6 separate regions of the Mus musculus genome follow, and all the other regions are linked to region 1. A link is a contact called in public Hi-C, HiChIP or PLAC-seq, Micro-C and promoter capture Hi-C data. All regions are on one chromosome and are shown on one strand. Each heading gives the region's core, a stretch centred on a gene start, on an enhancer-like site or on the middle of the called end of the contact. The rest is flanking DNA. Distances are from core to core; before and after follow the strand shown. Region 1 holds the start of Nubpl (nucleotide binding protein-like). Region 2 has its middle 14 kb from the start of Gm40423. Region 3 has its middle 11 kb from the start of Gm35071. Region 4 has its middle 8.0 kb from the start of Gm35135. Region 5 has its middle 13 kb from the start of Gm35135. Region 6 has its middle 37 kb from the start of Gm40423.

Region 1 (4,402 bases), core at 240-2,739:
GACTAGTGTTTGGCACATAATGTTTGCTTATAATAAGTAGGCATTTGGTATTTAGTGAACAGATTATAGTGACAGTTCATAGTTTCTTTTTTTAGCTGTGTCTTTTCCTATTCATTTACAAAAACTGAGTTGAAAAGAAATCTAAAGCTATTTGAGGACACATGCCACAAAAGAATATGTGAGAGAAGGCAAGCTGAAAGCGGCGAGCCTAGTGTAAGGCAGAGATAAAGGAATGAAACAACAAGGGCCGTAGCTTGAGGGGAGCAAGCAAGAGTCTGGAGGCCGTTTCAGAGCTTACGTCGTGGAATACACTTCACTAGGAATAGTAATCCTTAAGGCAATTCTTTGATGTTGTTATGCCCATAATAAAAATACTAAAATTAAGAATTAGATCAGAGAAAAATAAACTGATTTTGAGTCCTTGATATGATAAATACAAATAAGAAGCAAACGAAGGAAATAAAAACCCTCCCGAGAAAGTCTTATGCAGACTTTTGAAGGCAAACCGTAGCCATACCTCCAGCCATCTTTAAGTGGATCTGGTTTCTGGATAAGTGTGTGAGTTATTGTTCTTAAAGGGATTGCTTTTGCTCTTTCATCTGTCTTGGATATAGTGCTGATTATCTATATGTACACATTCTTACCTCCCTCAAGTAAAATTCTGCTCCCTCCCTCCCTCAAGCTTTTACTCCAATCTCCGTGCAGATGATTGAACCTGGGGCGTCATATATGCTATGCAAATGCTTTACTACTAGCCTAGCCCTTAAGTTCCTTCGCAACTAGGCTTCTTTACTTGTTCTATTTTCTGATTTAGCTAAACTTTTTGGAATCTAGTAAGGGCTTCTCACCTCTCTTTTGTGAACCATTAGCAACAGAAGCATACAAGGCGGTGGGGGGGGGGGGACGGGACGGGACACTAGCTTAGTGCACAGTTGTACTGTAGGTCACACGCAATGTGTGTGTGTGTGTGCGCGCGCGCGTGAACACACACACGTGTAAATATAATAATGTTAACAGTGGCATTGCTGAAATGACCATATACAGTACTATGCAATAAGGAAAACTTAATCCTCAAATTCCAGCTTTTCCCATTTCTGTTAAGATGGGATATCTTATTAAAATTTCCAAATCTCAGTTTTTAGATTAATAACAAGAGAGGAGGATTGGCGACGCAGCTCTTTGGCAGTGTGCTTGCCTAGTGTGAAGGAGGCCCTGAGTTCAGCCCTAGCATAAAGCCACCCTTCAAACATAAAATATATTTTTTTCCTAATAAGTCTTCTTGTTTACTCTGGAAGAATAAACTAAAGTGCTATATGTGAAAAGGCTTTGGGAATATCTGGTTAAACGCTGCAAAAAAATATTTCTAGCTGATGACAAACAGTATTAAATCAAATGGAGTCCCTGAGCTGAAGAAACACCAATCAGGCTCATCTCCAGGAAGGGGACGCCAAGGGTTGCCACGTGACGTCATTTTTCCGCGCCGGACGCCAAGTGCTTCCATCCCGGCCCGAGCAAGAGCCGCGCGCCATGGGGACCTGGCGGCGTTTGCTGCTCTTTGGCGGGGTGTCACTCCGGGGTGGTGGCGCGGCCACTGTCCCGCCCCGGGGGTGCCGAGCTTTGGGTTGTGGGCGCCAGGTGTGTGCCGAGCGCGGGCGGGGTGGTGCCTGCGCGCTCCCGCTAGCGGGTTTGCTACAAGGTGGCTGGGGCTTGTGGTCCCAAACTGTCCCGAGTATGGATGTGTGGCATGCACAGTGCTCTCTTGTTTTGGGGTTATTTAGTGAATAGGTTAAGGAAAAGGCAAATCTGCGGAGGGCTTAACTCGGTAAAAAGTCCACTTCAGGGTTTTTTTTTTTTTTTCTTTTTTTCCATCCTCACTTACACTGGTAGACAAATTTCAGCTTGAACAATTACCTTTGACGTTGAGATTAGCATTTAATAAAGACCACCTAAAGGCTAAGTCTATGGCAATGAACATTATTAGAAAAGAAAGCCCCGTTAAACCCAAACTCTGGGTTGTTTTCTCTTTTACAGCATAGTAATCCAGTGATGAGAATGATTGGTTTAAATCACTTTTTTTTTTTTTTTTTAACTTAAAGTTATTAGGCGCTGAGAGTGAGGCCTTGAAACAAAGAAGAACACAAATCATGTCCCGAGGACTTCCTAAGCAGAAGCCTATAGAAGGTGTTAGAGAAGTCATTGTTGTGGCCTCTGGAAAGGGTGGTGTTGGAAAGTCTACCACCGCAGGTATTGTAAGGTGTCCCTTCCCCTCCTGACTAATGAGTGATGCTCTCAAATGCACTGTAAATGACCACCTTTCAGGCTTCCTATCTGTGATGTTTCTGACATTGGTTCCTTAGAACTAGGATTTGATAACGGCTGGGAGCTGAACTAATAAACATCTGCATTACCAGATTGCCTATTCAGTAGAGCAAAAAGTAGTTAGATTGTCTACCGGTATTATGTTCACTTAACTGGGAATCTCTTTCGAAGGCTGGTATGCAAATTGCACTGACCACTTAGCCCAGTGTATTTGCCATAGAAGCGCCTAGGAATTGGTTGCTGTTACTTTTAAAACATCCAGTAATTGTATACTAAATTATGTCTGTTCTTTTTCACTGTCATTGTACATGTACCTGAATATTTGCAATGAGAACACTTATTACTGTGTTTGTTTTTCATTTAATCACATGATTTATAGCATTTCTAAAGTCACCAAGACTTTCCTGTGCTCAGGTGCATGTGTGTGGAGGGCAGAGGGTAACATTGGGTGTCTTGGTTGTTCTCCACATTTTTTCAAGGGCTGCCTGACTACTAGCTCTCAGGACCTGCCTGTCTCTCCTCTGTTCTATCCAGTGCTGTGGTCACACCCAGGTCCTTGTGCTTGTGTGGCAAGCACTTATTTGGAGCCATCTCCTCTCCGAGTCATCTTGTCTTCACATCCTCTTTAACAGTATACTAGCGATGGGGAATCTTTTTCGTGGCTCTTTTTGGTGATTGTAATTTGTCACTAAGATGGTGTTTTTAGCACCAAAGATTTTCAGTCCTGAAATCGAATCAACACCCAAGACTAAGAGTTATTTTCAAAAGAAATCTTTTTTTCTAAAGAGACTATAAGGAATGATGACGTGAGAAACTTCTTGTAACCCTACCCATTAGAACAGCTTATTGAGCTGTATTGGCAAGTAAATATTATGTATTTTGAAGGTTCTAGTGACAGATAGTTCTGTACAGTTACCCTCATCAGCCCAAGGAGGTTAACTAAAAAAAAGTTTGTATTTAAAATTAGATGATTTACCTACTATCAATCTGGAATACAAATTATTTTGTAATATATGAGTAGATTTGTAAGTACCATGCCCTAGGTTAAACAAACTTTATATACAGTATTTTAATCCTCACAAGACTTACAAAAGTAGGAGACAGCTTTATTTTATAGAGAAGGAAGCAGACTGACAGATAAAAACCTATAGCTACATGGATACCTATAACAGCATTTATTTTAAAAAGCAGTCATGGTTATACAATAATAGAAGGTGGTGGAGCTGGGTTCAGATCCAGGTCTGCTTTGCAGTTTATGCTTGTAACCACTGTCCTGATGGAACTGGCAGTGTTGTTCTGCAAGGAACTGGGATTCACACTAGGAAGACGGATGGTGTGAGGACCTGTGTGTATCAGCCTTGCAAATGCAGAGCTTTAGGCTCCCTGCTCTCCGCTGTAGCCTGGCTGCAGAGCTGGTGACTGTGTTTTGGGGACGCTGCTCCTCTCCTTGTGTCTGGAATCACTGGCATAGGCAGGTTGGCTGCCATACTCTGCCTCACACCGTTTAGCTTCTCCACCTCCTTCTGTGCACAGCATCCCAGGCTTCTGTATAATTGTGTGTGTGTGTGAGCTATCTACACAGATGTGTAAAACCATTTATTTAAAAGGAGAATGGGCTACATCTATTAGATATTAAAACAGTTAATTTTTATAAATAAACTTTGAAAGTGAACTATGTATTTCATTAACATTGCTTTAAGAAAAACCAAGTGAACTATTTGGATACATTTGTAACAGATTATAACTGGGCTAGTGAAATGTTCAGTATGAGACAGGTGTCTGTTGGTAACTGCAAGGTTATTTTCTATTTTGTTCTTTTGCTCTGGCACCCTCTCCCATGAATTTTCATAGAGGGAAAGTTACTAACCTGACTTCTTTCTGTTTCTTTCAGTGAACCTTGCTCTTGCGCTGGCAGCAAATGATTCGGTAGGTGTTCATCCATAGAAATACTAATGCGTTACAATGTTTTAAGGCAGTGATGAAGGGTTGTAGCCTGGAGCTGCACAGTCTAGTTGCAGTCAGTGCATGGTTTTAAGGGACTGAGATGCTGTCATGAGTACGGTTCCATGTAGTAGCAGTGGGA
Region 2 (4,824 bases), core at 219-2,718, 280 kb after region 1:
TTTGTTTTCTAAATGAGAGAGAAAGGGAAAAAGTGTGGATTTGGTAGGTGAGGAAGTCTGGAAGGACTTGGGGAAGGAGAAACTGTGATCAGAATAAACCATATGAGGAAAATCTATTTTTAATTTTAAAAAATGAAATAAATAGAAGGTGAAGGAGAAAACAAGATTCCCACCAAGCTTCAATTCCACATGTACATGAGCCTGTACATGTGCCAACATATGAGAACATGCTACACATACACACATATGCACACTACATACACATTACACATGAGAAGAGGAGGAGGAGGAAGAGGAGGAGGAGGAGGAGTGAGAGGCGACTTGATGGAGGCAACTTCCACGTGCCCTCATACATAGTAAAAGGGTACTGACCGTTTGACTCACAAACCAGATTTGGCTACGTTTTTAGCAAAAGCATGGCTCCCTCAAAGGACATCATTTGTCAGAGAAGATCATGTGGATGATCAAGTCTTGTTTTTCTTAAAACCATGAGTGTTTAGAGTCCTACAATTCTTTCTTCTTCTGTGGGCAGATAAAGAGACAGACTAACATGGAAACAGAGTTGTCTCATATTTGGAGGTTCCCTTTTCTATGGAGCTAAAATTTACTGGGTGTGGATGTCCTAGGCACCCTATGATAGTCCAGGCGCCACACTCTTGCTATGGATTGTCTCCTTGAAGACTTGGGGTAATCTCATCTTGCAAGTCCCTACATCATAAAGGTAAAAAGTGTGATGGTTAGCAGTCACTGTTAACTAGATTTCGAACCAACTGGGGGACATTCTGGACATGCCAGGAAGGTTTAACCAAGAAGAAAGCAACCAGAGCCTCTACATTCATCTTCCTGCTTCCTGACTACAGACACAATGTGACCAGCCACCCCTCACTCCTGCTTCCTGACTACAGACACAATGTGACCAGTCACCCCTCACTCCTGCTTCCTGACTACAGATGCAGTGTGACCAGTCACCCCTCACTCCTGCTTCCTGACTACAAACACAATGTGACCAGTCACCCCTCACTCCTGCTTCATGACTAGAGATGCAATGTGACCAGTCACCCCTCACTCCTGCTTCCTGACTACAGACACAATGTGACCAGTCACCCCTCACTCCTGCTTCCTGACTACAAACACAATGTGACCAGTCACCCCTCACTCCTGCTTTCTGACTACAAACACAATGTGACCAGCCACCCCACACTGTTACCTCTATGCCTTTCCACCACCATAGATGTAATTCATGCCCCTTAAAACAGGCAGGAATCAGCTGGATGTGGTAGTGCACACCTTTAATCCCAGCACTCGGGAGGCAGAGGCAGGTGGATTTCTGAGTTCTAGGCCAGCCTGGTCTACAAAGTGAGTTCCAGGACAGCCAGGGCTACACAGAGAAACCCTGTCTTGAAAAACCAAACACAAAAACAAAAACAGGCAGGCATCTTTCCTGCCTTACGTCGCTTTGTGTTAGATGACTAGTGACCTGATGCATAAAGTAGCTACTGTAGGACCAGTGCACCAGCTCAGCTTATGCTGCCACCAAAAGCCAAGCAGAACGTGGAACCCAGGCTGAGCTTTCAACCTCTGTACACGTTACCTCCCCATTCTTTGTTTCTCTGTGCATTCTCTCGTCATGAGGGCTTTTCTGGACTGCCCGTTTGTCTTCCACAATTCTTGCTTTTAGAGCAGACGATTTCCAAGATCCCTCTGAATACTGAGACTCCATGGCTGATTGGAGTTGTAATTTATGCAGTTTGATTAATTTGCACTAATACACAAGCTCATTCACCATGGTAATTTTTTACTGAAGGTTCCAGCAAGTTTTCAGTCTGTGTACTGCTCCCCTTCTGATATGAAAGGAGCTGTACTGCTTTTCCTAGAATAATATTTAAAATTCCAATTCAAAATGTAAACTTTAAGAACATATCTGAAGGGTTTTTTTTCCTTTCTTTCTTTCTTTCTTTCTTTCTTTTTTTTTTTTACCATGCACACAACATGCCAACTTCACATATGGACAAAAATAGTCATTTTGAGCGTCTGTTCTCTTGATCAACTCTCGATAGTTTCACAGAGTCAGTGCTAATTGCTTGCAGCTTCAGGTCCTTCCTAACATAAGGGAACAATTTGAGCATCCTAAGCTGAAGTATTGCATTTGTCAGACCTGCCAGATCTGGAATTGACATTGGCCAGTTAGAATGATGAGCCCAGGCACAGATCGGCTCACTGGAGCTTCAGGAAGCTTCTAGAAGATCCGTGGTGCTCCTGGCAGAGTTACTCTACAGCTGAGACACCTGTGGGCCACACTTGGTAGCATTGAGTGATGACCAGCTTGGATCAGTACAGACTTTTGAATCTGTATAACCAAGCTGTGCTGGTTTGAAGGACAGGTCCAGGAGCGGTGCTCATCCACAGACCACAGGCTGGGCTGTCTCCAAGCATCTGATAGGCTCTTTGAGACTTGTGGTTCAAGTTTGTAAATGAATGAGTTTGTAAACACCCTATGTTTAATGTGGCCAACAGAGCAGTCAGCAGCCATGCAATGCCATTTCTACTCATTCCCTTATTCCCTCGGCACACGCTCCTTAGAAAAATACTCATGCAAACCAGCAATTGGAGAACACTTCTGCAGACCCAGGGCATGTGCGCTTTCCGAGGTTATCCAGCACAGGTTGCTCTAGAAAGGCAACAACAGTTTTGGTTTTATTTAGGACTTTTAACATTTTGTGTTTTTACAAACTGAGAGACCCTTCCCACCCAACCCATAGATAGGAGTCTAGCCATGAGCTAACTATCCTTGCCTCCTAGCTCTTACAGAGCCATTCCTTGTCACGTTTCTCCAGAAGCTTGGTTCATTTATTGGCAGCTCTTGGGAGCCAGTTACTCTTAAAAGTAGGCTTCTATTACTGGTGGCCACAAAGAGACCCAGGCCTATAGCTGCCCAAGACTTGAATTAGAATGTTGAAGTTGGAGGGTCAAAATGTGCCTGTCAGAAGACTAACAGAGGGAGAGAGACTGCCTTCCAGGGAGTTGCCTGAGAGCTGCCTTGGAGTGAGGATGATTTTCCAGAGATCAGCTCCCTGGCACAGCATGTGAATTATGCACAGCACATAGGGACAGTGATAAGCATTATTGTAATTGATACTACTAGTATCACAGGCTTGTTCTAAGGCTCTGGTATAATATGCCTTAGGCTTTCGATCTTTACAGGACTTTTCTACAAGCTGCCTTAGACTTTATTTTTCCTAAATTGGTACTACTGGCTGGCTCCAGAGGATCCCTGCTAAGGTACCTGGGCTTGCATGTCTCCTGTGGCCTGTGAAGTGACATGCAGGTTACTGTGGATTCATCACATGGGCTGGCAGAAGTGGCATGCAGCCAGACTAAGTCCACACTGTCTGCATTTATTTTTTAGAAATCAGATTATGAGAATGCATGTCTTGCATTGCAACCTTGAGTTTTGAACAAGATAACCTGGCCTCAGGTCTAGATAATTTAAAGCATGGAAGAAGTGGGATAGAAAGAGTTCAGAATCTATAGTCCTGAATAGTAGCTGGGAGATGGGAAGACTCAAGGCAGCAGATGTCTGGCAGCCTTCCACGTAGGTGCCAGGGCCATGGGCTAGGCAGCCTGTGTATGAATTCTTCCCTGTCTTCCCGTCCCAGGCCTCCACCCTGCTGGAGTGCCCTAAGACCTACTGACCCAGAGAGAGGGCAGTGAGATGCAATGAGTCCCAGGAGCTACCTGCCAAGCCCTCCAGTGGATGACCTCACTGCCCTGGACTCTGAGTCCCAGGCTTTCTCCATTCAACCTGGGTGTGGCCCTTATTATAACTCTGGAGTCTCCATGCTTCTCTGGGATCCAGGGAGAGAAAATGAGGGTTAGGGCTGCATTTGCAGAAAATAGAAAGGCCTTGCGTGGACAATGACTCAGAGCCAATATAAACAAGGACAGCTGATTACCTCCTGTCGTTTCTTCTCTACCACATACCTACCCCTACTGCTTTGTCCTGTGAACTCAGACAACCAGCTCTGCTTGGACACCATAGCCTGTACCATGGGCCTTATAGCAGTTAGTGTCCTAATCTGAGCGTTCAGAGTCCACCTCCAGAAGAAGACTCGTCCTTCTGGCACCAGCCGTAACTCTTTCCTGAGTCACCTGCTGCTTCAGGCCAATTACTGCTTACTGTTCAGCCGCGGTGACTTTCTCCCTTCCAATGTCTGACATCACCTCAGGTCTCTGGGGCAGTGGCTTCGGAGCTTGTACCTTCCTGCTACATAAGAGAGAGTACTCCCCGCTTCTCCTGCTCCCCACACACCCATGGTGAGAGTGACTGTCACTGTTTTATTTTATTTTTTTGTTGCTAGTAGTCAAGCATGCTCTGAAGACAGCACAGGTCCAGAAGCAGGGGACTGACTGCCAAGGAGGCCATATTGCGCCAGAACATCAATGGTGCTGTGGCTTTCCTGCCATGTGCCAGGAACCCACTCAGGCAGCCTACTGGAGTGTATTTGGATGTGGGTGTATTATGGCAGCCTGACCAGCCAGCTGTTCCTGGGACCATGACTGGAAAGGCTTCCCAGGGGTTTTCATAGGTTGTCCCAGAAACATGGCAAGGGAGGGTACCCAGGAACATACCCACAAAAGGCTTTGAATATGTCAGCTCACCTCCAAAATGTGTCACCTTATCTCCACAGGTGTGCTAATAGGACTGAAAAAGGGACACGGCCATCAGCTTTCAAGTTATGGCCTTTGATTCCAGATCCATGAATTTAAAAAATCACCTCTGCTGGGGCTGGGCATATAGCCCAATGCTTGCCTAGCATGCATAAA
Region 3 (4,939 bases), core at 1,654-4,153, 340 kb after region 1:
AGGGAGCCAATGGTCTGCTTTCTTGCCCCAGGGGAAGCCCATCTTGCTATGTGGGTTCCTGCCTGGGATGAGGGGAAAGAACACTGCTGCCTTTTCTGTAGGCACCTTCAAGCCCCAGAGATCAGAGTCTGTGAAAAGGTAAACAGTTATATAAGGAAAAACAGGCTTATTTGAATCTTGGATCTTCTGTCTGGGACCTGGAGTACCTCGTGAGGTATTAAAAATAATGTGGGGATTACTGCCATCTCTTCCCTGTTTGTTCTGAGTCACGCTCTCACTTAAGCATCAAGAAAGATGACCTTTCTCTTCAATTTCATTTAAGGAGGCCTAATGCCAGATGGAAAAATTTGAGAAAGTTATCATTGAGGATTTCCTGAGAGGACTATTTTTCTGGAGAAAGAATTTGAGGGTGTGAAGCCTGGTGCTGTGGAAGAAGGCAGTGGGTGGCTGAGGGTCCCATACCCTACTCACCTGTGATGGCTAGGAGACTAGAGAAAGCTTGCCTCTCTAACTACAACTCTCAGAAATTCCTTGAGGTACTTCTGGCTTCTACTGGAAGAGAACTCTTCTTTCTTAAGGATATCTGGGCAAGAAAGTTGTAGTTCAGCCTCTGGGGCCGTTCCCTGGCTATACTGATAACTCTGCTGGAGAGAAATACATTCTGCATTCTTCCCTCGTGTGGAGGCAACCATTCCTGCTTGTATAGGTGTCTTGTTTGGAAGATTACACAAGTAGTGTTCAGGAGAGAGCTTGAAGAAATGTCCATCTAATTTCTAATGTGGTGGTATTGTGACTTCCTTCTCCATGACTGCCCCACAATGCTTGGTCTACAATGTGTTAGCAAGTGGCCCAAGGAATAGGGCTCATTACCTAGTTAATTTTCAAAGCCCTGATGGTGGGTAGATGGCCAAACCATAGAGTATGAAGGAGTGTGCTGTATATAAAACAGACAATAATTTGTCTCCCCTGCTGAGAGACAGGGAAGACCTGGAAACCTGTATTAGAGAAGAGATTTAGGTGAGACATAGTAAAGGACTTACTGGTGGTTTCCAGGCTCCTGAACAGGCTGAGAAAGAGCCAATACCTTGGCTCTGGCCAGTAGAGACAACAATGATTCTAGGCACATTTTACACTCGCAGAATCTGGGTCATCTGGATGAGTCACATCTTCTGGCAGATGTGAGCTTCACATTCCTGCAGGATGCCTTTGGCCTGTGGGCGTGGCTGTGACTAGTGTCTCTTCTAGAACTTCCTTCTAGAAATGGTTACACTTCTCATCACTCTGAGGCAGACTCACTGCCAGGTCTTAGAAGACCAGAGCTTTCTAAGTTGAAAGGATTTTCTTTGCTGCTTATATATATATATATATATATATATATATATATATATATGTATAATGAATGTGTGTGTGTGTGTGTGTGTGTGTGTGTGTGTCTTGCAAGCGTGTCTGTGTACCTCATATGTATAGTGCCTGAGGAAGCCAAAAGAGGATGTCAGATCCCCTAGAACTGGAGTTAGAGGTGGTTGTTAGACACCATGTCAGTGCCAGGAACTGAACCCAGGTCCTTAGAAAGAGCAGCCAGTGTGCTTAACTGTTGAGTTATCTCTCCACCAGGGAGGCTTTTCTTTCATTTCCTTTCTCTTTAAAAGCTTCTATTTAGTTTGTTGAACTGCCAGCAAATGTCTTCCCATGGGGCAGCCTGTGCTTCCCACTGATTGAGGCTAGCAGGTCACATTGCTTGTTTTAGATTAACCTAGAGCTATTTAAAGTTGTGATGGGGCTGCTGCTGACCCCCATGGTTGCCCGATGTCACCTTCCTTCTCCTCCTCCTGTCCCTTTAGTCTTCCACGCCCTCCTTTATTTTCTCCCAGTGTTTTGGCAGTTCACCCTGCTCTGCTCCTCTCTCTCTCACTCTCCCTGTAAAGCTCCCAGCATCTTTCAGAACCATAGCTCATGATCTCCAAAAGGATTTCTCACTGTGAGCAGGTTGCAGGGAGGGGAAGCGCACAGGAGAACAGGAACAGGCCCTGGCATTGTTCATCTGTCAAGCAGGTATTTACCAAGCAGCTCCTTACATGCCAGGTCCCCTGAAATCAAAACTACTGGCAATCTGCAAACAGAATTGCCATGATAGCGTTTGCATTGGGACATACACAGTTAATTGAATAGCTGGGGGAAGAACTAAAGACCGTGCTTGATTCCCTTACCTTACTTATGCTCATCAGCAGTGATTTTATTTTATTTTATTTTATTTTACTTTATTTTATTTTATTTTGCTAGAAAGGAAAAGGAAGGATGGAGGGACTGAGGGAGGGAGAGAAGAAGAGAGGGAGGGGCGGAGGGAGGGAGGGAGCACTCAGCCGGGCACCTTCACAAGGGTTGTGTTGCACAAGTCCTAGCCACCACACTGGCTTGCGTGGAATGTCACTTGATGGTAATTAGTTTTCCCTTTCTAGCCAGGGACCCCTTTAGCATGGCAGTATCTGTCCCTTTCAAATCCTCCCTGAGCACTGCTTTGTAAGTAATTGTAATCAATCATTGCCTATGGGCAAACCCTTCTTAATAATGAGCGCATCATCCCATCAGGTGGAAATACAGCAGCACAATTAATACTGGGGGATGAAAATAAATGACTGTTTTCTGAATAATGAGCCCGGAGTTCTGCTTCAGAGCTCAAAACGCAGCACAAGACCAAATTTTAATTCTTTTCATGAGAACTAACAGACTTCGCTTCAGACCCACTACACTTCATTAAAAAAAAAAAAAAAAAAAAAAAAAACCAACGCTGGTAAGAGCCTGCGAAGCAGCGCAGACGTATTGCAGCTGCGGCTCTTGGAGAGAGGGGAAGAATCCTCCGCTTGTTCAAGCGTGACCCAGTGAGTTTGTAATGGAGTCACTCCATCCGGATACATCCGGGTTCAACGCATTGATTTCCCTCACAAGCACCGCGGCCCACTCTCGGCTCCTGAGGCAGCCCAGACTGTTGCTTGCTTTGATGGAGAGGAACTGTGTGACCTGAGGTGGGGGCCGAGGTGCAGAGAAGAAAGGAGGATGGATGTCCAACCACAGTCTGAGCTGGCCGTCCACATTTTGTCTAGTCAAGACGCTGAGGAGGAAGTAGGGGCAGAGAGACAGGGCAGGAGGCCTATGCACATGCAGAGGTGGCTAACTTTTGCTCTGTCCCTGCACTAGGGATTGTTCTCTTCTGAGAATTCTTTGTCTAGCTTTTCACACTATGTTAACATCTTAGGGCTTCTACTGCCGTGATAAACACCACGAGCAAAAGAATGTTAGGGAAGAAGGCTTCAGTTCAGCTTACAACTCTCAGGCCCTGCATGGTCACTCAGGGAAGTCAGGGCAAGAACTCAGGGCAGGAACTTGGCAGCAGGAACTGAAGCAAAGGCCACACAGGAAATACTTCTTACTGGATAGCTCATCCTGTTTTTGTTGTTGTTGTTTTTGTTTGTTTGTTTGTCTGTTTTTTAATACAGTCCATGGCTACCTACCCAGAGGTGGCACCGCCCACAATGGGCTGGACCCACTCACGTTAATCACTAATTTAGAGTGCCTCACAGGCTTTCCCATAGGCCAATCTGGTGAGGTTGTTTTCGCAATTGAGGTTCTCTCTTCCTGAATGGTTCTAGCTTGTGTCAAGTTAGGAGGGAAAACAAACAAACAAATAAAAAAAAAAAAAACGCAAGCAAAACCAAACCAAACAAAAAACCTAACCAAGCCTGTAAGCTATGAACTCCCAGGTTGTCTTGTACTTAATCCTTTGCAGTTTTTCCCACCTTGTGAAAAATTCTGCTTTGCCCACTGCAACTTTAACTTTTTCAACACATACTTTTAATCATGGTTCTTAAATGCTTTAACCTCCCTTTTAGCCCACCACCTACCAAAGGTAGTGGGAAAGAAAGGATATGGGGGATGTGGACCTGTTTAGAAATGGTTCTTTGGAGCAACTTCTGTCCGTATTGTCTGGAAATCAGCAGTTCAGTTCACAGGTTAGCAGGTGGCAGCAGGTCGACCCACTTTCCAACACTTCACACCAGCAGTCCAGTTCAGCAGAGTCGGGATAGCAACCATGACTCAGCATCGGTGGCACTACTCAGCAGAAACAGCCAGGCCTCAGCCTTGCCTTGAGTCAGCAGGAGGAACCAGGAATGCCAGGAGAGGTTCTTGGCTGTGCCTCTCTCAGCAAAGCAAAGACCAATGAAGAAGACTTGAGGCCAACAAAAGTTGCACAGATAGCTCTATAAGCAAGCCAAGCTCAGCCTCCATCACTGTCTGTGGAGTCCTTTTTATATTCCCTCCAAACATCATGTATCCTCCACGGGTTTTGTCTCAGCGTGTGCATCTGTCTCAGCTAACATCGCTCTGCCAATCAGCCTGAGTCCTCAGAAACAGCAAAAAGCCACTGCACAACACAACAAGGTTTTTGGTGCAGGCTAATACATGGGTGGTGTTAGCAATGAATCCTTCATCACAGCCCTTTCATGTGCTTGCTTTAGCAGAACATCCTTTTACTTGTCTGCTTCAGTGAAATGTTCCTTCACAAGTCTGTCTTAGCCTTTCACCTGTGTCTTTTTCAGGAAAACACTGTGCTCCTTCCCAAGGGTAAACAAGCCAAGTTTCTCAGTGTCACTCAGACAAGACAAGCTGCAAAGAAGACTCTGAGACCAGCCTAGATGCCTGGAGGAAGGTTAGACCAACTGAGGCACCTGAAAAGGACACTCTCCAACCTGTTGACCCACCCGCAGACTGTGTGGCGAGCTCCAGCTTCCTAGCTTTTATGAGTGTTTATCCATGCTTGGATGGGCCTTGGTGATACATCTGGCTTTGAGTCATTTCTTCTCCAGTAAGTAACCCCTCACCTATACTCCAGTAAGTGAGATGAATAAAACTCACTGGTTCCCCAAGTTGGATGTTAGTGGTATCT
Region 4 (4,672 bases), core at 403-2,902, 370 kb after region 1:
TGTGTGTTATCATTTGGAGAAACCTCTTAGCATATGGTGGGGATGGGGGTAGTAATGCAGATTTACCAATTTTATGCAATTGCTTAGCAATATGCTTGCCTGCAGCAGAGTTAGTGGAATGGTAGAAGCCTGGCCTGGTTTTACTGTGTGTGAGTCCTTTCCTGTCTGCAGCAACTCAAGTGGCCCAGAGCTGTTTATGTGACAGAGTTAGGGGGGTTTCATTGGCCTCCGCTTCCACTTTTGCAGAGAGCTTTCAAATTGTAGGCACTCAGAATAAGTGGTATCATTAGTGGGTATAAAATGTCCTAAGGGTATGGGAGGGGTTTGAGCTTCAGTACTTCATGAAGAGGGGCTAATGTAGAGGCTCAGGTGTCCAAGGACGCTTGGATCCTGTAGTAACGCTGCAAGGTAACCTTGGCTAAATCACTTGACCTTCAGCACCTTTGCAATTAGGTAAACAAGTTCATTTGACCTCTACTGCGATACTGCAGGTTGCTGGGCAATGTTTGCCAGGCACACTGACATCTTATTAGAGCATGATTTTAGGGAAGGTTTGCAGGAGAGTAGTTCACATAGGCATTTCCACATCTAAGATCCTGTGTAATTGCATGTGTCACAGAAGACATCACCTGAAGATATCACTGGCAGAATAATTGTTTTGTTTCTCTTTTTTGAAAGGTGGAAATGGTCTGGCTCTTTAGAAATTTGATCTTTTGCAACTAAAGTTACAATTGCATGTATAGTTTAATCAGTATTTCAGAGCTTAGGTTCATGTTATTTTTCTCATCAAATAATGACTCGTCAAGGCAAAACAGTACTAATCTGAGTTTCTCCTATGCTGTCACTGTTGGATACTATTGGGCTTCCATATTCGTTGGAAGGTAAACGATACAGTCTATGTTGGTGCTGTCCAACCCTGAAAATGGCTAGTGCAAATGAAAAGCATCATTTTAAACTTCATTTTATCCGATTCACTTACATTTAAAAATAATCAAATGGCAAGTTGGTACATGCCTATAGTTCTCCTAATTTGGGATGCTGGGGCAAGAAGATTGCCACAATTTGAGACTAGCCTGAGCTACAGAGTTAGACCATGTCTTGAGAAACAAATAACTAAACCCAATAAAGCAAAGGATAATTAAAATGTAAGTAACCATATATCTTAACTGGTGGTAAAATAAATGTCCGTAGAATTATTAGTGATCATCTATTCTTTTAGATCCTGAGTCTTAGGCTGAGTCTCATTGGATAGAGGACGAGAAGATGAAAAGAGAAGGGAAGATATACTTGGGTGAGGGAATCAGAGAGCAGTGAACTAGAAGCAAGAAGAACCTGGTTCTGTTACTGAGCAGGTAGGCAGTCCCCTTGGTGTGAATTGAAAGTCCCTATGACAGGCAAAGAGGTAAGAACAGGTTCAGGGAGGCTAATCAATGTTTCTGATATTATACAACTAACAAGCAGCAAGCCAAGCTTTAGGACTTTAGAAGACAGCTTTCTTTCAGATGCCAGGTTTCCCAACAGCTCGCTTCACCAAGATGGTTAGGAATCTGGATGCTGGATTTACGCAACTTTAGTTGATGGCCGTGATCATCTCTAAATTGAGAGCTGAAAGGTGCATCATCCAAAAGTTCTAGGATTGTGAAAGAAATTCTGCAGAGCTCCTAACAGTTCCTGGCTTGTAATAACAGTTCAGTCAGCTTTGGGCCAGGCTTATTAAGTCAGAACTAGACCAGAGAAACAACAGAGTAGGCGTTAGTCAATCAACCCAGCTTTTAAAGTGAGGACTGCCTTGCTGAAACTCTTACAGAGAATAAAGGGAGGGAGAACCCACGAGTGGAGCAAGTCTGGAATCTAGAGGCCTCTGAAAAGCACTTGCACTCTTGACCAGGTCTATGAACTCACATGAACAGATAGAAACAAAATGACTTTCTTTTCTTCTAAAAAAAAACCAAAAAACAAAAAACAAAAGCAATGCAGGCTGTCTTAGATAGAAGACTGTCTTGAAAGCAGCTAGGAGGATGGTCTGAAAGCCCACCCCCTACAGTGACGCACTTCCTCCAACAAGGCCACACCTCCCAACAGTGCCACTCCCTATGGGTCCTATTCAAACCACCACACAGGCTAATCCGGGATTATTTTAAAATCTCAGAAAGAGACTGGGAAGCAGATTTAGTCTGCTGAAATACACATTAAGGCGATGATTGATGTTCATATGTTGGTATACACCGTTCCAGTTTTCTCTGTTTTTATCCGTGTGTGCCAGCTCACTCTTTATATGTACATCAGGGACCTAGAGAACTTTCATACTTTGGGGTTGTTACTTTGACACACAGTTACTTTGTTGTCAAAATTGACATTCATGGCTTTATCTTCAGCCCCTCTCCAAGGTCTTAGTCCCAGCCCCAACAGTGGGTCCACCAACATTTTTTTCCACCACAACCAACAGGGTTCCATTGCTCCTCACACCAACTAGTACTTTATCTGTGCTTTAAACTTCTGTAATGAGTATGTAGCTGTATGTAAGTATAGTTTTAATAAGCATTACCCTAATAACTAATGTTGTTGTTACCCTCCATTTATCTTTAATCAGAGAACATTTTACTTATTTTCTATTCATCTGCATTTTTATTGTCTACTGTTGTGTGTTTGCTAAGACCTTCAGTAGGATGCTAAGTGGAGTGGTGAGAACAGACTTCCTTATCATATTCTTGCTTATAGGGAGAAAAAAGTCTTTTCTTTCAGCATTTAATATGATTCTAGCTCAAGGTCTAGTGTAGGTGCTCTTTATTGCCTAGAGACATTTTATTTATTCATTCATTTATTCATTTATTGGTTACTGAAAGCATTGTGCATAAATATTGAGATGAGCATATCTATCGATAGATTTTTCAGTATTCAGCCAGTCTAGTATTCCTAGGATAAATCTTTGTCATGATATGCTATCTTATTATATGTGTTGTATTTGATTTGTTGTGTGTACTTAAAGAAGATAATATAGTAATTTATATATACACTGATTGGCAATTTTTTCAAAATTCATATTTTCTTAAATCTAGAAGAAATAGATGTTTATAATAAAAGCTTGTGAAGCTGGAAAGATGGCTGTGTGGTTAAGAGCACTTGCTGTTCTTCCAGAGGACCTAAGCTTACAAACACCTATATTGGGCAACTCATAACTACCTGTATCTCTAGTTCTAGGGTATCTAACAAACTCTTCTGACCCTCATAGGAACACACACACACACATACACACACACACACACACACACTTCAGCATATTTGCCTTTCTCTTTTCTATGTTTCTTTTGCTGTAGGAGTAGACAGTTATATGTATTTTATTTCAAGTTCAGTAGATTCAAAATCTGGGCTGAGAAATGAGAAATTTCCAGCCCACACAAACCAACTGTTCTAATTAGCTGATAAACCCTGAAAAAAAAATTTGCATCTTTAGCAGAATATGAAGGGGAAACTGCTCTATGTTTAAAAGCCATTATCAGTGACAAAGGTCAAGGGAAAGGAGGAATGCAGGTACTAGGTTCCTAGAAGTTTCGACTGCTGTGTCTCATAACAGTCTTTACCCTACAACAGTGCATTGACATTTTTAAAAAACGTTCTTTCATTAACAAAAATTTCTGGCGCTAGAGAGAGCATCGGCCATCTTTTAAGTTTTATTTTCTAAGACATTTTAATTTTGAGATATGTCTTCCCTAAACAAGTGAGCCCTTTCATTTTTTAATTAAAAAAAAAAAGATGATAAAAGTTAAAGCATTCCCTATTCCAGAAACATGAATAGTTTTTAGGTACCCTCTTCAGACTTATTTTCAGAACTTTAAAAGTCTGGACACCCCCTCCCCCAGTTTTGCTTTAGGAGACTCCAGCTGGTTACTCCTCACATCCTCATGAAGGCACGCCCTGTTTTATATGTGGGACAGAGCTCAAGATAATGGCTAGTCTTACCCGAGGCCTCATGGCTACTAAACATTTTTTTTTTTTTTTCTGAGACTTTGTTTGCTCATTTGTTTGGGTTTTTATCTAGACGGAGCGGGGAGGCGTGGAAGGGGGAGGGGGCGGGAGCTCCTCCGGTCCCTGCCCTGAGTTAATATGATTCTAGGTCTCTCAAACATTTGTATGAGAGGATGAACTTGGATGTTTGTGTTGTTTCTCCTGCTTTATACTCTCCTCGCATAGACCACAGCTGAGAGTTTTAGAGAAAAGGCGCTTTGGGCAAGTGCAAAGTGGTATTGTCGAGTTGCTACTGGAGCTGACTGTGAGGGCCAAGAAAATAGGACAGAGAAAAAAGGAAGTAAAATAAGTCCCAGTGAAACCTTCTCGCTCAGAGGAAGGAAAGCAAACACTGAAATATTGCTTTTTCCTGGCTGTCTATTAAAGGAGAAATTTGCCTACTGTGCTGGAAGAGTCTTTTATCCATCGTTTGGTTGCTGTGAAGCATCCAGCCTGAGGTTTGTTTTTGTATGCACACGGGCTCATTCTGTTACTCACAGTGAACGCCACTGACAGTGTGTGTAGAACAGTTTCAACATCTCTCTGACTAGAAACGATGTCGCTTTGCTTTCATCGGTCAATAATTTGAACCAGAGCCAGTTCTCAGAAACAGTGCAATCAAGATGTTTTCTGCCAAATCGATCTATATTTGTGAAATATCTAAGGTTGT
Region 5 (4,731 bases), core at 668-3,167, 400 kb after region 1:
CACTTCAAAGCTGTAGCAATCAAAGTACCATGGTATTGACATAAAAACAGATAGCACAGATCAAAGAAAAAGAGTAGAGTGCCTGGAGTGAAACCTACAAATGCCACTGGAGCTGGCCTGCAATAAAGATGCAGCAACCTCGCTATGAAGAAAGAACAGTTTCCTCAACAAATGGTGCTGGCAAAATGGGGTGTCCATAAGCAGAAGAATGAAGCTAGACACTACTTAGCTCTCAAGATATATATATATGCATGTGTGTGTGTATGTGAGATATATAGATATCTATATATCTATATATTTCAAAATGGACTAGTTACATATCTATAAGATCTAAAAGTCTTGTGTTTGTATCAGGCTACAAAGTATTTTGTGTATCAAAGAAAGCAGTCAACAGAGTGAGGTTGGAAGAAAATACTGGTAAAGTCCAGAAGGAGTAAGAAGCTCAACTCAATAGCAAAGATGAGTCTATTTGATAAATTTGACAAAGTTTTCAAGAGAGGATGTATCTAGTCAGCCAGCATGAAGAAGTGCAATGCCTCCAATCCTCCTGGTGTTTAAACAGCTCAGCAGAGGCCCACAAGACCCAGTGGCATCTTTGGATTCAGCACAGTCAAGATCCTTCTCTTCCGCCCTATGGTGTGGAAGCTCATCCCATGTGGATCCCACACTGTGTCTTTCAGAGATTTAAATAAACACTTTCCTTCTCGAGCAGAAGCATTGCAGTTACCTCAGCTCGGATTCGTACACTTGCAGCCATTTTTATTAAATTACACAAAGGCGAGGAGACAGCAGCACAAGTCAGTCTGTGACCGTCTCACAGAGTTAAAGGTGTGTGTGACTGAGAACAGTTTGAGGAGACTCCCTTCTCCTCAGAAGCCTGAAGAAGGATGTCAGGACACAACGCTCATTGCTTATCCACAAAGCAACTGGACATCAGAAGGTCTCATTTCCTCTGTAGGTCTGATGTTCACCCAGTATATGTTCCTTATCTCCAATCAAAGGAGAGACCTTGGGACTGGGTGTGGTGGCACAGGCATTTAATCCCAGCCTGTGGGGAGGTGGAGGCAGGTAAAATGAAACTAAAACTGGGTGAGTTTGAGGCCAACCAGGCTACATAGGAAGAGACAGAGAGACAGAGAGGCAGAGAGAGACAGACACATAGAGAAGCAACAGAAGGACAGGGAGACAGACAGACCCCACATGTGGAGACTATTTCTGTTCCACTGGGCCTGGTGTCACAAGCCTGTAATCCCAGCACTTGCCAAATCCAGGCAGAGGATTAGCGCTCAGGATAATCCTAAATTACTAGCAAGTTGGAGCACAGCCTGGGCTACAGGAGACCCTGTTTCATAGGGGAAGCGGGGAGGGGGAAACTATAGCAACAACTAAAGCATTTGAGTTCCAATTAAATTATTGCTTTAAAAGAAAAAAAAAATGAAAATTTTTTTAGGCTAAAAAATTTGACCATGCACAAAACCTGGTTTCTATTTAAACAACGTGAGAAAGTACAGGTTGCCGAGGAAGCTTGAATCTCATTTGTGTTAGATCATTTGGTATATATAAATTTATTTTTTTTTAAATTCTGGGATTTTGTGAATTCCTCTAATTGACTTGACATTTTAACTGTTTAAATATATTTTGGTTGTTATTTCCTTTACTGCTATGATTCTGCGGCTAATACTATCAACACACTCAGGAGGACGGACTGGGCCAGAATCCCGAGTAATGCTTATCTTAAGGCTCCTCCCTCCATCACTTTCCCTGGAATGTCTGCTAAAAGTTTAGTTACATTGAAGGAAACTGAAACAGTGTCTGAGAGAGTGACTGGCTTTTATGAAATGGAATTTGTGGAATGCCCTTATTCTGGATGAGTTGCAGGCTTCCAGATTCCACAGAAACCCAAATAAAAACAGCTATATGCCAGTTAAAACAAGAGTTCACTCAGTCTCGGAGTGGCCTCTATTCCTCTGGGCGGCATGGCCCTAACCTGAAGACTGCCAAAACTCAAAACCACGAGACTACATATCTGACAATAGGAGAGGGAAACAACGGGGTTCATTCAGAGGGCCTTTAACATTCACACTGTGTGCTTTGAAAGTGCCCTCGGCACACAAGTTATTTGGGTAAACCAGCGGTCAGTTTGCTAGAGGAGAAATTATCATCCTTCGCATTTTTCAATCTCCAAAAGACCGTATTGTGCCTGTTGTATTGAAAACGAGAAACCATGAGTGATGAAGCTATTAGAGTGTGACAGAAATTGAGAGATGTATTTGTTCCTCACCAAAAGCCATAATCTATAGCCCTACATCTTACTAGTTCTAAAACCAGAAAATGAACATGTCGCCAGCAGGATTCATGCCTTTCCTTTCCTATGATGGCAGAATCACAGACTGGCACACAGAGGGTTGGAATTAATGGCTATTCAATGAGAGGATGACTCAGAGTAGTGCGCCAAAGAAAAGTTGACCCAAGACTCAAACCCTGTGTGGATTATACTGTCCAAGTAAATATATTTCAAAGGAGGTTTTAAGTAGGCAGATGTGATTTGCAATGCACAGTGTTACAAATCATCTCCTGTTATTTTCAAGACTAAGGAAGTTTAAATATCCGTGAATACATATGGCACAGAACAGGAGCACATCGTTTTAGACCCAGACGTGGCCACTGTTAATGTTTCCATTTCTTTTCTTCCAGGTTATTTAATTATTCATATTTCTATACAAATTAAAGTCATAATTGAATTTTCTGAATATGCAAAACTCTATGTAGAACATTATTCTAGTAATTAAAGGTAAACTAAAAACTATTTCCCTATAATCAGCTTATCAGCTCCCACCATGTTGGGCGTGTGATGCACCTTACAGTCCCAACACTCAGGAGCCTAAACAGGAGGCATTTGTGGTTCAGGTCACCCTCAGCTACAGCACAATGCTCTGTCTTACAACAAACACGCACACAACAAAAATAAAAATGTGAAAAACCAGAATTCTCAACAAAATTAAACAAAAACCAAAACCACAGTGCTGGGGAGATGGCTCAGAAATTAAAGCAGCTGCCTGTCTTACAGAGGACCGTGTTTGATTCCCAGCACACACATGGTGGTTCGAAACCATCCTTACCTCCAGTTCCAGGGTCTCCGTTACCCTTTTCTGACCTCCATGTGTATCAGGTAGACACATGGTGCACATACATGTAGGCAAAACACTCACATACACATAAAATGAACAACTCAAACAAAACACCCCCCTGCCCTGCCCAAACACTAGAACTAAGTAAGATTTGAGTCAGTTTGGTAGAATTAAAGTAGAGTTGGGGAGAGTTTCTGAATCTATAAATCAGTGATTCTCAACCTCTGGGGTTTGTGACCCTTAGGGTTCACATAGCAGATATCTGTATACCAGATATTTACATCACAATTCATAGCAGTAGCAAAATTACAGTTCTGAGGTAGCAACAAAAATAACTTTATTGTTGGGGGTCATCACAACATGAGAAACTGTATTAAAGTGTTGTGGCATTAAGAAAGTTGAGAACCGCTGGGTGTGGTGGTGCACGCCTTTAATCCCAGCACTTGGAAGGCAGAGGCAGGTGGATTTCTGAGTTCAAGGCCAGCCTGGTCTGCAAAGTGAGTTCCAGGACAGCCAGGACTACACAGAGAAACCCTGTCTCAGAAAAAAAAAAAAGAAAAAGAAAAAGAAAAAAAAAAAAGAAAAAGAAAGTTGAGAACCACTGGTCTAGATTGTCAATATTCATGAAGTATGCTATATATCCTATACATTTTCAAATAAGGACATTTCCATTTCTTAAGTTGCAGTGCATTCCCATGGTGGTCTGATATTCTGAGCCAAGGCTTCAGGACCTTCTGTGATTTACAGCCCCTTTTGCCAGAGAGAATTTTGCATAGCTAAAGTATCTAGGCTTTTAAAAACAGTTATGTGAATCAAACATTTATTGATAGTAACTCATTAAAAAAATATTGTATTGTTAGAGACTTTATCTTACTCTCAAGCCAAAAATTAACTTAATGATCTTTTCATGGAACTCAAATGGCAATTTAAAATTAAACATAACACAATATAATCCAAAGATACACTCACTTGATACTCACCTGCTGAGTGAGAGATGATAGCTGGAAAACATTAAAAGTCTTTGTTTTTGTAATGAAATTGTTTCTATAAAAGCAGAAAACCTCATTGAATACAGTGAAAACACTGCAATCCGTGACACGCTATAGCGCGAGATTGAGTGGAGAGATTTCAGGCAACTTTATATGGCACAAGAACATGCAGTGTGTGACGTGTGCAGGTCATGGTTTAGAGCTGAGGCTGCAGTGAGATCATGTAGTGTAACATGAGAGGCCACTGCCACACAGGCTTCCAGAGGGTTGACGTTTGATTTTGAGTTAATTATTTTGGTCATTGTATATTCAGAAACATTGACATTTTCACAACTCTAACATTAAATTTCGAAAGTTCATTTGGGGTTGGGACCCACAGTTTAGGAGGCTGGGTTCTAAGCTACAGGCATCCGTTGAGAAAGCTTTCGCAAATTACCTTTTATTGTCACGATATCACTTAGAATGTTGATCTGAAGGGGGCTTGTGGCAGCATCCAGTGTGGCATCAAGAGCTGACTGGAGAGGGTGGGGAGAAGTGAGGGTTTGGAGCTTATGTAAATTATGAGGATTGTCAGCAGCCCATCGTCCCATCACGAGGCAGATACACAGAACACT
Region 6 (4,650 bases), core at 472-2,971, 300 kb after region 1:
ATCCTCTGTGCCTGTAAAAATGCTTCCAAGCAGCAAGCAGCCCCTGAACTGGCTGCTGTTCCCAAGCGAGGTGGCGGCAGCTCTCAGCCTCCTGCGGTCCATGCTGCTGCTTCCCTGTGCTCCTCGTGTTAAGTGCTTAGCTGTCTACTTAGCTCATGAACAATCTGTTCCCTAGCCCTGAGGCCTCGGGCTCCAGCCCCTTCACCTACTCATATTGGGAACTTCATCTGAAATCAGCACCGCTGCCCGTTCTTAGCACTGCCAGTCCACTCAGGCCAGTCCTGACCCTGAGTCATCTGGCATGCACAGACCCATTTCCACTAAGGGTCACTGTGTCAGGAGTCACCCATGCAGCTGCAACGTGGTGTGGCGGGAGAGCTGGGAAATGCCTGTGCTGCTTTGGCGCTGTCCAGGTATTTCCGCATTTGTTTTCCTAGTGACTCCGGGCTGAGTTACAGGGCTCATCAGCATGTTTGGCAATACAGAGGCACAGCCTTGGCCTGGAGACGGCTTCAGCCATCTGTTCTTTTCAGTGATAGGGAGAATGAGGCTGGGTTTGCTAGAGCCTGAGAAACACAGCAATGGTTTCTGAGGAGTGTGATCAATCCCGGTGCACATTTGGCTTTGCGTTTGTCTACGGGGATACCTAAAGTCACTGGGTGGTGGCCAGAAACTTGTGGTCAGAAACAGAAGGCAGGTTGTTGGTTTCTGAGGACTCAGGGAAGAGAGTGGGAAGTTGGGATAAATGGCTACAGAATGTTTAGAGTAGAATGATACAAATATTCTAAAATTAGAGAAGTAATATTTGCCCAACTCTACAAATACCCAAATCCCCTGTATCATATACTTTAGCAGAGCTGGGGGTCAAACCCAGGACTTTGTGCAAGCTAGGCGAGTACTGTCTACCCCTTACCCTAAATTACAAAGTTTAGAGGGTCTTTTATTGGATAGAGAGTATATCTCAATAAAGACATTGCTTTAAAAAGAAATCCATAATTTATAGTGAAAATAAATCTGAAAAGTTAGTCCACGAATTCCCGCAGTGTGTTCCTCAGTGGACTTATGAAATTATGCCAAATTTGTATCCTCACTTGAGGGGTTAAGTCAGCTGGAAAGGCAGGTATGCCCTGGACACAGGGCCCCAACCTCTACTTTCTCTCTGGAAGACTGGATCTGTCTTTGAGGGGACACATAGCGTTCATGTGGAATTGCCCTCAGCTGTGGTATCTGACCTCAACTCCTTCTATGACCAAAATCAAAAACCCTCCAAACAATCTTCTAAACTCCACAGGTTATACTTTTTAGCCTCTAGAAGTGTTCCACATCTGGCCCCCAACCTTCCCTCCAAACCAGACCCTGAATGACCCTGATAAATGCAACCCAGTTGTCCAACACCCACCTCTCTCCTGCAGAACAAAACCAATTGCAAACAGATGGGAATTTCCACGTGGGCCAAATGGACATCAGGCAGGAGAACAGAGGGACCCTGTTGGGAGATGTTGCCTAGTAGGGAGGCAGGCAGGAGTTCACTTCCTGGGGGCCCACTGGCTGTAAAGTGCTCTGAGATATGAGTACCCCAGGGGAGGGGAAACTGTAGAGGCCAGCACAGCTAAGTGCTGTATTTGGCAACTCCAGGAGGAAAGGGCTGGTGGGAGGACAGGAAGACTCAGAGCTTCTAGAAAGCAGACACTTCCTACTTAAAAGATGTCTGAGGAGTTGAGTGGGGACTCATGGGGCCTTCTGTGAAGACCTGGACTGGATGGGAAGTTCATTTGACAGAGAGAATAGAAACAAGACAGTTCATTTTTATTTTTGATGAAGTGAAACTTCAGCTTTAAAAAAAAAAAACAAAAAAACCAACAACAACCAAAATCTTGTGGTAACCAAAGTCTATTTCACAGATAAACACAGAAAAGCGCCATTGGCTATAGACATCCACCTTCAGGAACTGTGCCCTGAAAACCACGTGAGTGGCTGTTTGAAGGTCATGAATGGATTTGACTGAGCTGTCTAGCAGGAGAAGAAAACAAGCAAGCAGAAAGGGAAGAGTTTAAAATAACAAGGGGAATCTTTAAATAGAGCTATAGAGCTGCATAATGAACCTAGTCCAAGGGTTACAAACAAGCTTTTCCTTCAAAGTTTCTATGGTAACTAGATAGAATCTACAGCAAGAGTGTTGTTAATGAAATACTTCTGGGCCAATGTGTAGCAGTTAAGTAATGCATAGTGACTTTGTACAGGCTCCAACACAGGTCATGTTTTAGCTGCTGTGTCCTTGATTCCTAGCAAAAATTAGACATTGAATATGGTGAGACTCGGGTTACTACAGGCCCTGATTTATCTCCATAGCAGAAATCTTGAAGGCTGGTGTTGATCCAAATCACTTGGAATGAAAAGAGATCGCCCGCTTCCTGGTTCCCCTGCCTTCAGCAACAGTTTAGGTCCATTTGACACATGTGCAGTGTTAATTTGGACAGTTAGAGTAAGTGCTTGTGACTAACTAATTTTATCTGTACACAAAGAACAAACACAGTCTGCCGAGGTAAGTTGGAAGCTATTTTTGAACGTGTCTAGGAAGCAGTGGAAAGGCTTGGACATGGGGGCCAAGCAATGATCCTCGAATCCAGCCAATTGTGAGCAATGAATCACAGAGCAGATTGCTGAACCTTCCTTTCTGTCTCAGTTTCTCATGAAATGAGCCCAAAGATAGAATTGACCTAAAAGTTGGCTGATGGATTAAAGGAGATTGAAATATATATTATGTCCATAAAAACCTGCCTACAAACATCACATTTGCAACATATGTCCTAGAGTTCTTTCTCTGATGTCATTTTGGCTGATGTAGTCCCAACTCCCATTGTAAGATCAGAAAACCCTGAAACTAAAACTTTACAAAGCACAAATGGGAAAAAAATTGCAAACCAATATTCTTCATGACTGTAAATATACAAATTCATAAATAAAATGTGTAATAAGAATTTTTGGCAAGTCAATAGGTCTATAAACTTTGGTTAGGTAGAATCATTTAAGTTATCAATACTATCAACACTAATACATTTTGAGCCCCAGACAATGCTGGGTCCACGTATATAATATTTTATCCCAGCCTCAATGTCATCATTTTATAGTGTAGGCTTACTATAAAACATATTTAACCTCAAATCATGAGGCTATTAAACAGTTGAGCCTTGACTCAACATATACAGCAAGCATGCTATATATAAAGACAGTTTCACCTTTTATAAAATTATATTCATGATACTTATTTCTTTTCTTGCTTTATTGCACTGGTTGTGGCCTTGATGTTCAGTGACAACTGGAAACAATAAGATAAACATCCTTGCCTAGGTCTCGTCCCCAGCCGGGGAGCAGACAGTATTTTGGTACTAAGTGCAATGCTTGTAGATTTCACAGATATTCTTTAATGTACTCAGGAGAGTTCACTCTGGCTTTCATTTACTGACAGTTTTTAGTGCACACAAATATAGAATTTGTTGATTCTGTTTTATCGAGACAATGGTATGGCTTTTCTCTTTTATTGTGCTAAAGTAATGAATTTCAATGACTGATTTCTAGGGACTTCACTAGCTTTTATTCAAGTTCGTGAATGTATTGTTCTTAAATTTTTGGTGTGAATTTTTACGTTTATGGGAAATACTGGACTTTGATGTCCTTTGCTTTTTTTGAAAGAACCTGGGACTGTATCAGGTGAAGTCTCAAAGGCAAAAAGAGGGTGTGTGTGTGTGTGTGTGTGTGTGTGTGTGTGTGTGTGTGTGTGTGTGACCAGGAAAGACAAGCTATCAACCCTGGACTCTGGAGGCCACTCAGACTTTCTCTGACTCAGAGAAACTGAGAGACCACAGTCAGACCCACTCAGATTATTGAGGATAATCTTCTTTACTTAAAACCAACCCACTGTAGTTGTGACTAATAGCTACAAAATACCTATGAGGAAACACCTAGCTGAGTGGGTGGAGCCGATGCATTAAACTGGCCAGCTCAGGCCACTCTTGTTACATCCACCCACGCCCATTCCTTAAGTCACACTTAAATACTCACAGAAAAGGACAAAGCCATAGTCTGTGTGACATGGTACAATGATTCTGTGTATATCTAAAGTGCAAACTTCCATCTCGTAGAGGGTAACAAAGGCCATTGGTGACCTTCACTGTTCTCTTTGATAACTTAAATAAATACCATGACATAAAGCTAACTATGATTCATAAAATTCTGTTGGGTGATATGGGGATAGGAAAGGGAGAAACCAAAAGATTTTGTATAAAAAGGTCTAAAACAAAATACAAAAGAACTACTCATAGTACTTACAGTTCTTATTTCTACAAATCATCCCATAGCCATGGGTGGGATTTCTAGGAACTTCACTAGCTTTTATTCAAGTTCGTGAACGTATTGTTTATGATCGCTTTCTTCCACGCTCTTTTTGCTCTGCCTGCAGCCAGCATGTTAGCTGAATGTGGGACTTGCCCAGTGAGGTGAGTGAGGTGACCCATTCCTTCACACCTGAAGGGAAGGAGCTGCTATTCCACTGCTCTGCAGTGCTGTTTGAACTGGGCTGCTGTAGTTTTCCGTCCACTGACCAATGTCGGGGAATGGTAGTTGTATTCACTCAAGCTCCTAAACACAGTATCA

The links. Promoter capture Hi-C pulls out the DNA fragments that hold promoters and counts their contacts. Hi-C and Micro-C count contacts between places; a contact is called where the count stands out from the background. HiChIP or PLAC-seq counts read pairs in DNA pulled down with a chosen protein or histone mark.
Region 2: a promoter capture Hi-C map of liver shows a contact between it and region 1, with 2.4 times the contacts expected there. The contact joins the enhancer-like site here to the promoter of Nubpl in region 1. A contact is called at or near these places in 14 of 39 promoter capture datasets (the 3T3-L1 cell line, 3T3-L1-derived adipocytes, the HPC-7 cell line and 7 more), 2 of 484 Hi-C or Micro-C datasets (embryonic stem cells and nephron progenitors), 3 of 115 datasets of contacts at active chromatin or transcription factors (all in embryonic stem cells) and 4 of 9 other capture datasets (adipose tissue, embryonic stem cells, liver and 1 more).
Region 3: a contact with region 1 is called in a Hi-C map of cerebral cortex, with 2.3 times the contacts expected there. The contact joins the enhancer-like site here to the promoter of Nubpl in region 1. A contact is called at or near these places in 9 of 39 promoter capture datasets (the 3T3-L1 cell line, 3T3-L1-derived adipocytes, embryonic stem cells and 4 more), 1 of 484 Hi-C or Micro-C datasets (cerebral cortex) and 4 of 9 other capture datasets (adipose tissue, liver, macrophages and 1 more).
Region 4: a contact with region 1 is called in a promoter capture Hi-C map of liver, with 3 times the contacts expected there. The contact joins the enhancer-like site here to the promoter of Nubpl in region 1. A contact is called at or near these places in 8 of 39 promoter capture datasets (cranial neural crest, embryonic stem cells, hematopoietic stem and progenitor cells and 4 more), 5 of 115 datasets of contacts at active chromatin or transcription factors (embryonic stem cells, hepatocytes, microglia and 1 more) and 3 of 9 other capture datasets (adipose tissue, macrophages and pancreatic islet).
Region 5: a Micro-C map of stem cell-derived neural progenitor cells shows a contact between it and region 1, with 2.7 times the contacts expected there. The contact joins the enhancer-like site here to the promoter of Nubpl in region 1. A contact is called at or near these places in 13 of 39 promoter capture datasets (the 3T3-L1 cell line, cranial neural crest, embryonic stem cells and 7 more), 15 of 484 Hi-C or Micro-C datasets (CD4 T cells, CD8 T cells, LSK cells and 8 more), 31 of 115 datasets of contacts at active chromatin or transcription factors (the SCID.adh cell line, astrocytes, bone marrow-derived macrophages and 18 more) and 3 of 9 other capture datasets (adipose tissue, liver and macrophages).
Region 6: an H3K4me3 HiChIP or PLAC-seq map of embryonic stem cells shows a contact between it and region 1, with 2.9 times the contacts expected there. The contact joins the enhancer-like site here to the promoter of Nubpl in region 1. A contact is called at or near these places in 7 of 39 promoter capture datasets (the 3T3-L1 cell line, cranial neural crest, embryonic stem cells and 3 more), 4 of 484 Hi-C or Micro-C datasets (cortical neurons, embryonic stem cells and nephron progenitors), 6 of 115 datasets of contacts at active chromatin or transcription factors (embryonic stem cells and microglia) and 4 of 9 other capture datasets (adipose tissue, embryonic stem cells, liver and 1 more).

What each region holds. Positions count from the first base shown.
Region 1 is chr12:52,096,257-52,100,658 of GRCm38.p6, forward strand. Nubpl (nucleotide binding protein-like) reads left to right here and starts at 1,490. Exons shown (of 11, transcript NM_029760.2): 1 at 1,490-1,635; 2 at 2,097-2,244; 3 at 4,211-4,245. The coding sequence starts at 1,528.
Region 2 is chr12:52,373,208-52,378,031 of GRCm38.p6, forward strand. No RefSeq gene overlaps it. Among named protein-coding and RNA genes, the nearest start is that of Gm40423, 14 kb to the left of the region's middle. Within about 2 kb of position 1,469, at least 4 of the 459 cell types and tissues checked have an H3K27ac peak or open chromatin away from gene starts, as enhancers often do.
Region 3 is chr12:52,433,043-52,437,981 of GRCm38.p6, forward strand. No RefSeq gene overlaps it. Among named protein-coding and RNA genes, the nearest start is that of Gm35071, 11 kb to the right of the region's middle. Within about 2 kb of position 2,904, at least 34 of the 459 cell types and tissues checked have an H3K27ac peak or open chromatin away from gene starts, as enhancers often do. A contact at or near this core is called in cerebral cortex, where this site is marked.
Region 4 is chr12:52,470,224-52,474,895 of GRCm38.p6, forward strand. No RefSeq gene overlaps it. Among named protein-coding and RNA genes, the nearest start is that of Gm35135, 8.0 kb to the right of the region's middle. Within about 2 kb of position 1,653, at least 6 of the 459 cell types and tissues checked have an H3K27ac peak or open chromatin away from gene starts, as enhancers often do. A contact at or near this core is called in hepatocytes and liver, where this site is marked.
Region 5 is chr12:52,491,599-52,496,329 of GRCm38.p6, forward strand. No RefSeq gene overlaps it. Among named protein-coding and RNA genes, the nearest start is that of Gm35135, 13 kb to the left of the region's middle. Within about 2 kb of position 1,918, at least 78 of the 459 cell types and tissues checked have an H3K27ac peak or open chromatin away from gene starts, as enhancers often do. A contact at or near this core is called in the SCID.adh cell line, adipose tissue, astrocytes and 2 more, where this site is marked.
Region 6 is chr12:52,396,245-52,400,894 of GRCm38.p6, forward strand. No RefSeq gene overlaps it. Among named protein-coding and RNA genes, the nearest start is that of Gm40423, 37 kb to the left of the region's middle. Within about 2 kb of position 1,722, at least 107 of the 459 cell types and tissues checked have an H3K27ac peak or open chromatin away from gene starts, as enhancers often do. A contact at or near this core is called in adipose tissue, cortical neurons, embryonic stem cells and 3 more, where this site is marked.